Regions from separate parts of the Sus scrofa genome. Here region 1 is linked to region 2. The links are chromatin contacts, called in public Hi-C maps. All regions are on one chromosome and are shown on one strand. Each heading gives the region's core, a stretch centred on a gene start, on an enhancer-like site or on the middle of the called end of the contact. The rest is flanking DNA. Distances are from core to core; before and after follow the strand shown. Region 1 has its middle 16 kb from the start of ZNF134. Region 2 has its middle 42 kb from the start of DUXA.

Region 1 (4,847 bases), core at 1,862-4,361, 560 kb before region 2:
CCTACACCAGAGCCACAGCAACGCGGGATCCGAGCCACGTCTGCGACCTACACCACAGCTCACGGCAACGCCGGATCGTTAACCCACTGAGCAAGGGCAGGGACCGAACCCGCAACCTCATGGTTCCTAGTCGGATTCGTTAACCACTGCGCCACAACAGGAACTCCCTGAAAACTATTTTAATAAAACTTTCTAAAAATTTAAAAAACATAAAAATGGGAAAAAAGAGAATCAGTTGCAAAGAAAATTCTGGATCTCCCATACCTCTTGGAAACCCAGAAGATTTGAAAATACTATATTCCTGCCACCATTTTTCTCTTCACACCTTGGGAGACGCCCTGCCTTTGTGGCAATAAAATTTGGCAAATAACAAACGTCAGTTCCTCCAGTCACCAGGAAGGAAGGCTGGGTCAAAACAGGCAAATCCCTGAACTACAGGATCCCTTTCCTCTCAATCCCCATTTGCCTGCCTCGCCAGCAATAGCCTTCAGATAAGAGTACAGGAATCCAGAAAATCTTGAGACTATTTGCTCAGCCATAAGGGACACAGAGCTGAACCTTCTGAGAATCCGCACACTCTCTCTGTGTAGAGCCATGTACTCGGGAATTTCTGTGGCTCCAGCTTTAGAAGGCGTACATCCTCCCTCCCGGGCTGCAGTCCCCGCCCCCCCACCAATAACCTGGAGAAAAGTCAGGAATAGAGCCTCGGGGGATGGTGCTGGGCTTTAGGGGTTCTTCTAAGACTCCACAGTGGGTGCCAACACCCTCTAGGCCTCTCCTCTGCTCTCCACCTCCCTTGGCTGCTTGCACCTCGGGTCTGGATCCGCTCCTCCCCATGGAGGTACCCACCTCAAGACCTGCCCCCCCACCATGTACTCCTCCCTCCATTGTCTCCGCAGTGATGTGACCTCAGATCACACTCAGATCTAGGAAGCACAGCCTTCTATGCAGAAAAAAAATGTTCACCATGTTCCCTTGGGAAAGTGGGAACAGGGAGAGCCCAGAACAGACCCCAACCCATGGGGATGCAGGGAGGATCCTTGACCCAGCTGCGGCTGGGCCCAGTCCTACTGGGCAAGACCCTTTCCTGGACATGGACTGGGAGGCCCACAGTGACTCAGTGCCCTGCAAGTCTTCTCAGAGTTGGGGTATCCTCAGAATTGGGGTGTTCCCTGGAAAAGAAGGTCTGTTTGGGCAGAGTCACTCCTAAGGTGGGGCCCCTTAGGGTCTCCACTGCCCATCCAGGAAGCTGAAGGAGGTCCCCCCTCTGGCAGGATTGCAATGTCACCACATGGTGTGGCTGTGCAAACTCCGAGCAGCTCCCAGGCCCCTCAGCTGTTCTCTGCCCAGCCTTGTGGAATCATACTCTACACACAAGTTCAGTTTTGTGCCAAACACTCAGGACTCCATGGAGAAAGCTGAGGCTCCTTCTCTGAGCATTTTGCACTTACTAGGAGGCCACCTCATGAACAAAAGTGGACTCAGAAACCCTGTTTCTGAGCTCTGTTATTGCCACCCTCTGCTCTCTGGGCTCTGCGTCCTTGAGCTGCTGTGGAAAGTGCCCTGACAGGAGGATGTGACCGTATCTGCTGTGCTGTCCTTTGGACACACTTCACAACATGTGGCACGTTATCCAATGCCTGAAAACAGTGACCTCATACATTCTGTCCAGATTTATTGTCGTTGATGGCAGAGGTGTGAGTAAGGCCCTGTTACTTCATCACAGTCAAAACTTGACAGAAATAAGGTTTTCCACATTATAGGAAATAAAAGTGATTCTGAGAGTTTCGAACCCTAATTCTTAATACAGAGCTTCCTTAAACTTTGGCAAATTGGAACTCTTTTTATCGTAAAAGATGTGAAGGGAAATATGAAGCTCCAAGACAAGTTCCTCAAATACTACATCGGCTGATTCACAGACATGTAAGATTTTCAGAGGGCGTTACTGTCATGGCTCAGAGGAATCGAACCCGACTAGTATCTCTGAGGATGCAGGTTTGATCCCTGGCCTTGCTCAGTGGGTTAAAGATCTGGCATTGCTGTGGAGTGCGGTGCAGGTCACAGGCACGGCTTGGATCCCGAGTTGCTGTGATCATGGTGTAGGCCAGCAGCTGCAGCTCTGATTCCACCGCTAGCCTGGGAACTTCCATATGCCACAGGTGCAGCCCTAAAAACAAAAACAAAAACAAAAACAAAAAATTCAGAGGGACACTACTTGTGTCTGCAATCTTTCTTTCTTTCTTTTTTTTTTTGGTCTTTTTAGGGCCGCACTGGAGGCATATGGAGGTTCCCACGCGAGGGGTCGAATTGGAGCTGTAGCCTCTGGCCACAGCCACAGCCATGCCAGATCTGAGCAGCGTCTGTGACCTGCACCACAACTCACAGCAATGCCGGATCCTTAACCCACTGAGCAAGGCCAGAGATCGAAGGCACATCCTCACAGAGCAATCTTGCATCTTTTAATGTTGACATGTAAACTTTTTTTTTTCTTTCAGATATAGAACACACTAGAGGAGAATGTAAAGGAGAAATCGTGCCAAGATTCTGAAGAGCACAAAATAAACGTTTAGAAGACAACAAAACAGTCAAGAGATCAGAGATTTGGGGTGACTCTACAACAAAGCAACCAGGGGAGGACTGAGACAAAACGACACTGGAACCAGCCGGCAATGAAGTGAGAGAACCACGAGATTATAAATTAATAAATAAAGCCTTTACGGTGGCCAGAGCTACGCTGAATGTAAACAGGATCACGTTCGAGAGTTACCTGGAGCTAGGTTGGGTTTACATCGTAAGAGACAGGACACGCGTATACATTAAAACATTTCCATGGATTCATTTTTCAAATATAAGGAAATAGTTTAAAAAGAAAAACAGATTCACTACTCAAAGAGTAAGCCAGCTCCACTTGTAATAAACGGGGCACGTGCAAAGGCAAATCCAGTTACCTTTTTGGGTCCACGCGGCGCGAGGAAACCCCCAGACACATGGTAATCACTGCCTCAAACCGGAACTTCCGGTGGGATCAGCCCGCGCTTCCGTCCCGAGCGCGTGGTCCATGCAGTAGCTGGACGGCAACGCGCGGCTGCTCCGCTGGACTCCAAGTCCCAGAGGACTTTGCGCCCCGGGCTGCGGAGGGAAGGTACAGGAAGCAGAGGCTCTGGAGCCCTAGATTTCACCTCTCTCCGCAGCTCTCGCCTCCAACCCAACCACTGCCTGCTGCCAGTACAGGCTGTCACCTTCGGAACGCCCTAAGGCAGCCGTTTCCCTAGAGACGACATCTCATCTGCGTTTGCGCAAAACTCACTCTCGTCGCCGGCTCCCAGGAAGCAACGCGCCTGCCGCAGACCACGAATCCCAGGACTCGTGTTCCAGCCTTTTTAACCTTCCCTCCCAAATATATAAAGGCTTAAGTACAAAAGTTCACTGAGGATCTTCCGTGGCCACGAACTTTGGTTGCAAATGCCGAGATCCAGGAGTTCCCGTCGTGGCGCCCCGGAAACGAATCAGACTAGGAACCACAAGGTTGCGGGTTCGATCCCTGGCCTCGCTCAATGGATTAAGGATCTGGCGTTGCCGAGAGGTTGCAGACACAGCTCGAATCTGGCGTGGCTGTGGCATAGGCCGGCCGATACAGCTCGTATTAGACCCCTAGCGTGGGAACCTCCATATGCCACCGGTGCGGCCCTAAAAAGAAAAGAAATACTGAGATCCAGCGTTGAGTGGACGACTGAGGATCATTTTGTCTGCATGTGACTTCAATACCTCCGTGATGCCAAGTAGAGTAGAATGCAGCTAGTACGTCAGGGAGACACGTCAAACAAGTTTTTAACTTGCAAAATACAAGCATATTGGGTAAACAGGGTGTGGAGTGAGAGAAATTCTTTTAATCCCTGTATTTTGCCCGCTTTATTTTTTTTTTTTAGGGCCACACCCGTGACATACGGAGGTTCCCAGGCTAGGAGTCAAACCAGAGCTGTAGCTTCTGGCCTACACTACAGCTGCAGCAATGCCAGAACCAGCTGTGTCTGCAGTCTACACCGCAGCTCACAGCAACGCTGGAGCCTAAACCCAGGGATCGATTGAACATTCTCATGGATACCAGTCAGATTGGTTTCTGCTGAACGATAATGGGAACTCCCTTGCCCGCTTAATTTAATAAGTTGTACCCAGTTTCTGGATATTAAAGTTAGACCAGTTGCAATACCCTCTGTTCCAAAATAAACGAACAAGATGATTTAGGATTAGTAAAGCCACTTTGAAAAGTTTGTCCCTGCCTCACAGAGGTTTTTCCAAAGAGAAGCTTTTCCTGTGTACCAGGAAGCTTGTGTAAGAGTGTTCGCAAGAGCCTAAAACCTGTCCAGGAAGGAGGATGGATTAATGGACTTCTCCACACACCTTATCTGCAGCTTGATCATTCTCTCTTCCGTGGATATAGGATGGGAAACAAACTTAACAATTTACACTGCAGAACGCTCCCTTACATGATTCCAGCAGATTCTACGTAGCATCCAGAAGTTTCTCAGCAGGGTTGAACTCCAATTTCCTAGCAGAAGCGAGCTTCCAAAAGTATCTGAACCAACCAACCAGCCTGTGTGCTTTTGCCTCAGTGCTGCACAGAATCCTTTTTGTCCAAATCACACTTTTGTTAGGGGAACATTGACTGAAATTGTCCACGTTGGCTGGATACGATAATAGCCACTTTCCTAAACTGTCTCACAACAAGAAGCCTCAATGAGGAAGGTGGTGCTGCCCTGAAGACTAACCAGGAGGATCTGGGAGGGGCCAATAGGAGGGAGGACACAACCAACTCCCAGAATCCTTGGCGCTGGAATGCACCTTGTCTG
Region 2 (5,082 bases), core at 2,465-4,964:
TTTCCAGACGGACCCCTCCTGACAGAGACAACACTCTCTTTTTGCACAGGAAGGAACAAGGACACACCTCAAAGCCCGACCTCCACTTCCTGTGAACCACCGGAAACACAGCCCAAACCCCGCCCCTTCCGGGGCTGCTACCGCAGAGCCTGCCGGGAAAACATTTGTGCGGCGCTCCCCACACTGCGCATGCATGGTACTGCGCCGGGCCTACTTAGCCACCTGGGCTGGAAGCTGTCCCTACAAACTGCTGAGTGATCAGAGTGCCTGCGGGCAGGATTGGCCTTTGGGGATGGCGCAGGAGGACGTTGCTGTCCAAGGGTGGGATGGGGCAGAAATTCATGAGTTTGCTTTTAGATCATTTACTGTTGCCCATCATTTTTTGTAAGACCTGTATGATAAGTGCAAATATTTACAGGCAGCAGTCTGAGGCACAGAGAGGTAAAGGAACTTGCCCAAAGTCATAAAACTAGGAAGAGTCAAAATTCAAACTCATAGTGGTCTAGCCCCAGATTTTCAGCCCTTCATTCTAACTAGGCTCCTTTTCCTTTGAGATACTTTTAATTGGTAGTCGCTGTTTCTGGCCTATTTCACAAGGCTTTTCCTGAAATCTGCACTACTTGTTGGTTTTTCACTTTTTTTTTAAGAGTCGGGGGGAAAAATGCTCAAAGTTGTTCAAGTGGAAGAACTGGGAATCCAATGAACAGCATTTTATTATATTTATATATTTTTTTTCTTTTTTCTTTTTAGGGCTGCACCTGTGGCATATGTAAGTTCCCAGGCTAGGGGTCATACTGGAGCTGCAGATGCTGGCTTATGCCACAGTCCAGCAATGCCAGATCTGAGCCGCATCTGTGACCTATACCACAGCTTTCAGCAATTCTGGATCCTCAATCCACTGAGGGAGGCTGGAGATTGAACTCGAATCCTCACAGAGAATATGTTGGGTCCTTAACCCACCGAGCCACAATAGGAACTCCCTTCTTTTCTCTTCTTGACCATTGACTTCTGTCTCCTATCTCCCTGTATTCACCAAAATGTTCATTTGGAAGTCACCGTTTTAATTAATTTATTATTGTTATTATTATTATTATTATTTTCTTTTTAGGGCCACACCTGTGGCATATGGAGGTTCCCAGGCTAGGGGTCTAATCGGAGCTGTAGATGCTGGCCACAGCCACAGCCACAGCCACGCTGGATCTGAGCCGAGTCTGTGACCTACACCACAGCTCATGGCAATGCTGGATCCTTAACCCACTGTCAGAGGCCAGGGATGGAACCTGCATCCTCATGGATACCAGTTAGATTTGTTTCCACTGAGCCACCTTGGGAACTCCCCTTTATGCCTTTTTGTAGCAGATATTTTATACCTCTGCATGTACCACACTGAGATGAAACTCCTAGTTAATACTGCCTTTCTCAAGGCATAATATTAAAACATCAACATAATGTTCTGACTGTAATATAAGGGAAATATAAAAGCAAAGTCTTTTACAATAAAAAGAACGTGTAATTCACTGTGTAAGGGTTCCGGCATGATTTTGCTTGAAGTTAAACACAAGAAACGCCAGGCCCCAGGGAGACTGCCCTTTGGAGATGGGGCCTTTATGGAGGTAATTAAGGTTAAATGATATTATAAGGGTGAGGTGCTAATCTGATGGGATTTGTGTCCTTAAAAGAGACACCAGAGGCCCTCCCTTTGCCCCTCCCTTTCTCTGTCTCTCTATCTCTGCTCTTAGTTTCTCCCTCTTTTGCTATTGAGAGGGACAGAATAAAGAGACTAAGTGGTTAAATACTTAATCCCACTAGGGGATTTTAAGTAGGAAAAAACTATCAGAGACCCCTGTGCGTTAATGATTAATCAAGAAAATGACTTGGGGAGTTCTTCTGTGGTGTGGTGGGTTGAGGATCCAGTGTTGTCCCTGCAGTGGCTTGGGTCATTGCTATGGCTCAGGTTTGATCCGTGGCCCAGGAAGTTCCACAGGCCAGAGGACAGAGCCAAGAAACAAAGAAAGGAAGAAAGAAGAGTTTCTTGACAACAAAATTTGGCTTGCTTAGCAGCAAAACCATGGAACTGGTGTTCCCATTGTGGCACAGTGGAAATGACTCCGACTAGTATCCATGAGGATGCAGGTTCGATCCCTGGCCTCGCTCAGTGGGTTAAGGACCTGGTGTTGCCGTGAACTATGGTGTAGGTCGCAGGCGTGGCTTGGATTTGGTGTTGCTGTGGCTGTGGTGTAGGCCGGCAGCTACAGCTCTGATTGGACCCCTAGCCTGGGAATTTCCATGTGCCCATATGCCGAGGGTGCGGCTCTAAAAAGCAAGCAAGCCAACAACAACAAAAACCCAACAATAACAAGGGAGTTCCCGTCGTGACGCAGTGGTTAACGAATCCGACTAGGAACCATGAGGTTGCGGGTTCGATCCCTGCCCTTGCTCAGTGGGTTAACAATCCGGCGTTGCCGTGGTAGGTTGCAGACGCGGCTTGGATCCCGCGTTGCTGTGGCTCTGGCGTAGTCCGGTGGCTACAGCTCCGATTCAACCCCTAGCCTGGGAACCTCCATATGCAGCGGAAGCGGCCCAAGAGATAGCAACAACAAAAACAACAAACAACAACGAAAAAAAAAAAAGACAAAAAAAAAAAAAAACCCAACAATAACAAAACATGAAGGAGAAGCATGAGACGTGCCCCCAAACAATACAACGATGGTGGAATGAGGCCCACATCCTGCCCAGTGAGGTTAGTCAGTTCGTGAATCCTAGAACCCGCTTTTCTGTACACACTGAAAACAAAACAATAGGGAAAGGTGCCCTTATACAGAAACCTGAGATGATTCACCATATTTTGGTGTATTTTTCCTCATTTCTGCACCTTTCCGTTGCCCCACGACAGTCCCGGCCTGATGACGTAGAGACGGAAACCTCCCCTGGCCGACGCGGAGGAGGAGCTGATGATGGAGGCGGGATGCCTACTCGAGAAGCAGGATGAAGGCGCTCTTCTTCCCCACCCCATTCTTCCTCGGATGATAAAACCGTAGCCCACTAAGTTCTTGGCGCACAGCACCCCCTTTCCCACTCACTCGTGTTTCTCACAAACATCCTATACCAATAAATTCTTTTCTTTCTTGCTGAATTCTTTCTGCACCAAGACAGAAGAGCCCACACCTTACTAAGTTCTGAGAATGCTTTTCTGCTGGTTTCACTATTAGCTTGTTTTTTTGTCTTTTCGCCTTTTCTAGGGCCACACCCTTGGCATATGGAGGTTCCCAGGCTAGGGGGTCGAATCAGAGCTGTAGCCGCTGGTCTACACCACAGCCACAGCAACTCGGGATCCGAGCCAGATCTGCAACCTGCACCACAGCTCATGGCAACGCCAGATCCTTAACCCACTGAGCGAGGCCAGGGATCGAACCCGCAACCTCATGCTTCCTCGTCAGATTCGTTTCTGCTGCGCCACAATGGGAACTCCCTTAGTTTCCTTTTTTTAAAAAAATATTCTGATGTACTTTTTTTTTCTCTTTTTTTTTTCTGAGTGCATGTATTTAAAAGAAAACTGTTAGGCAGAGTCGTATATTGTGGAAACTGTGATTGTGGTGCTAGAGTGTCTGACTTGTGGGGCTTCTTGGTTTAACCGTGGGCAAAACCCGACTGACATCCATGAGGATGTGGGTTGCATCTGTGGCCTCGCTCAGTGGATTAATGATCAGACGTTGCCCGGAGCTGTGGTGTAGGTCGCAGATCTGGCTCGGATCCCGCGTTGCTGTGGCTGTGGTGTAGCCAGCAGCTGTAGCTCCGATTGGACCCCTAGCCTGGGAACCTCCATCTACCGCGGGTGCGCCCATAAAAAAAAGAAGAAAGGAAGATAAAGGAAAAGAAAGAGAGAAAGGAAGGAAGGAAGAAAGAGAGCAAGAGAGAAAAAGAGAAAGAACGAAGGGCAATCCCAAAGGAGAGGGGAAATTTTCTGCCGGAGACACGGAAAAGATCACTTTATTACTTGCACTCTACCGCCACCTAGTGTTCACAGATAGCAACTGCCACAGAAATTCACGGTCTCAGGTCCTCGGACACAGTCCCCCGTGGCCCCACAGCGTAACCACAGGGCGTTGTCCCTGCAGCCGGGGGCTCCGGCCAAGGAACGTCCACATGCCGCAGGTGCGGCCAGTTCAGAAGAAGTAATCGCAGGTGTTTGCGTGCTCAGAAATTCAGTTATTTTTCTTACACAAACTGCACACACATTAAAGACTTGGCAAAATGCAAACGTCCCACTGGGTTCCTCACCAGCCCCCATACGTTGATGATTTAACGTTGATGATTGCAATGCAATACATCTTTTTTTTTTTTTTTTTGTCTTTTTGACTTTGTGGGGCTGCACCTGCAGCATATGGAGGTTCCCTGGCTAGGGGTCCAATCAGAGCTGTAGCCTCCAGCCTACACCTCAGCCACAGCAACTTGGGATCCGAGCCACGTCTCTGACCTACACCACAGCTCATGGCAACACCAGATCCTTAACGCACCCAGCGAGGCCAGGGATCGAACCTATGTCCTCATGGATGCAAGTCGGGTTTGTTAACCGCTGAGTCACAATGGGAACTCCCAAGAAATATTTATTAAAAAAAACGGAAAAAGAAATCTTGACTGTCTGCAGCAGAGACTTCTCAAGGGAAGATTCCTAGACCTCCTGAACCAGAATCTCTAGCCCCCCGGCTCAGCGTTCTGTTTACAGCGTCCTCACCCCCACCCCCACTCCAAGGAGTCCACAGGTTTAGAGCAGTGGTTTTCAACCCGGGGCGATTCTGCCTCTTCATGGACATTGGGGGATGTCTGGAGACATTCTGGTTGTCACAAGAGGTGTGAGCTGGGGGGGTGGAGGCGGGAACCAGGACATGTTCTTAGCAGAAAGAACCATCCATCCCCGAATGTCAACAGTGCCCGGGTTGAGAAACCCCGTCTACAGTAGACTTTCCTGGACACCCCCCCCACTCTCACCCCCGCCTGCCTTCCTCATCCTTGTGATGTGCATCCTTGGGCCAGATCCTGGTAGGCAAGGAAGATATTCAACATATGTAACCCCCGGTGGGTCAT

The links. Hi-C and Micro-C count contacts between places; a contact is called where the count stands out from the background.
Region 1: a contact with region 2 is called in a Hi-C map of retroperitoneal adipose tissue, with 3 times the contacts expected there. The contact joins two enhancer-like sites. A contact is called at or near these places in 1 of 5 promoter capture datasets (liver) and 22 of 47 Hi-C or Micro-C datasets (adipose tissue, alveolar macrophages, blood and 13 more).

Annotation. Positions count from the first base shown.
Region 1 is chr6:62,064,160-62,069,006 of Sscrofa11.1, reverse strand. No RefSeq gene overlaps it. Among named protein-coding and RNA genes, the nearest start is that of ZNF134, 16 kb to the left of the region's middle. Within about 2 kb of position 3,111, at least 17 of the 83 cell types and tissues checked have an H3K27ac peak or open chromatin away from gene starts, as enhancers often do. A contact at or near this core is called in adipose tissue and retroperitoneal adipose tissue, where this site is marked.
Region 2 is chr6:61,503,558-61,508,639 of Sscrofa11.1, reverse strand. No RefSeq gene overlaps it. Among named protein-coding and RNA genes, the nearest start is that of DUXA, 42 kb to the left of the region's middle. Within about 2 kb of position 3,714, at least 6 of the 83 cell types and tissues checked have an H3K27ac peak or open chromatin away from gene starts, as enhancers often do. A contact at or near this core is called in adipose tissue and retroperitoneal adipose tissue, where this site is marked.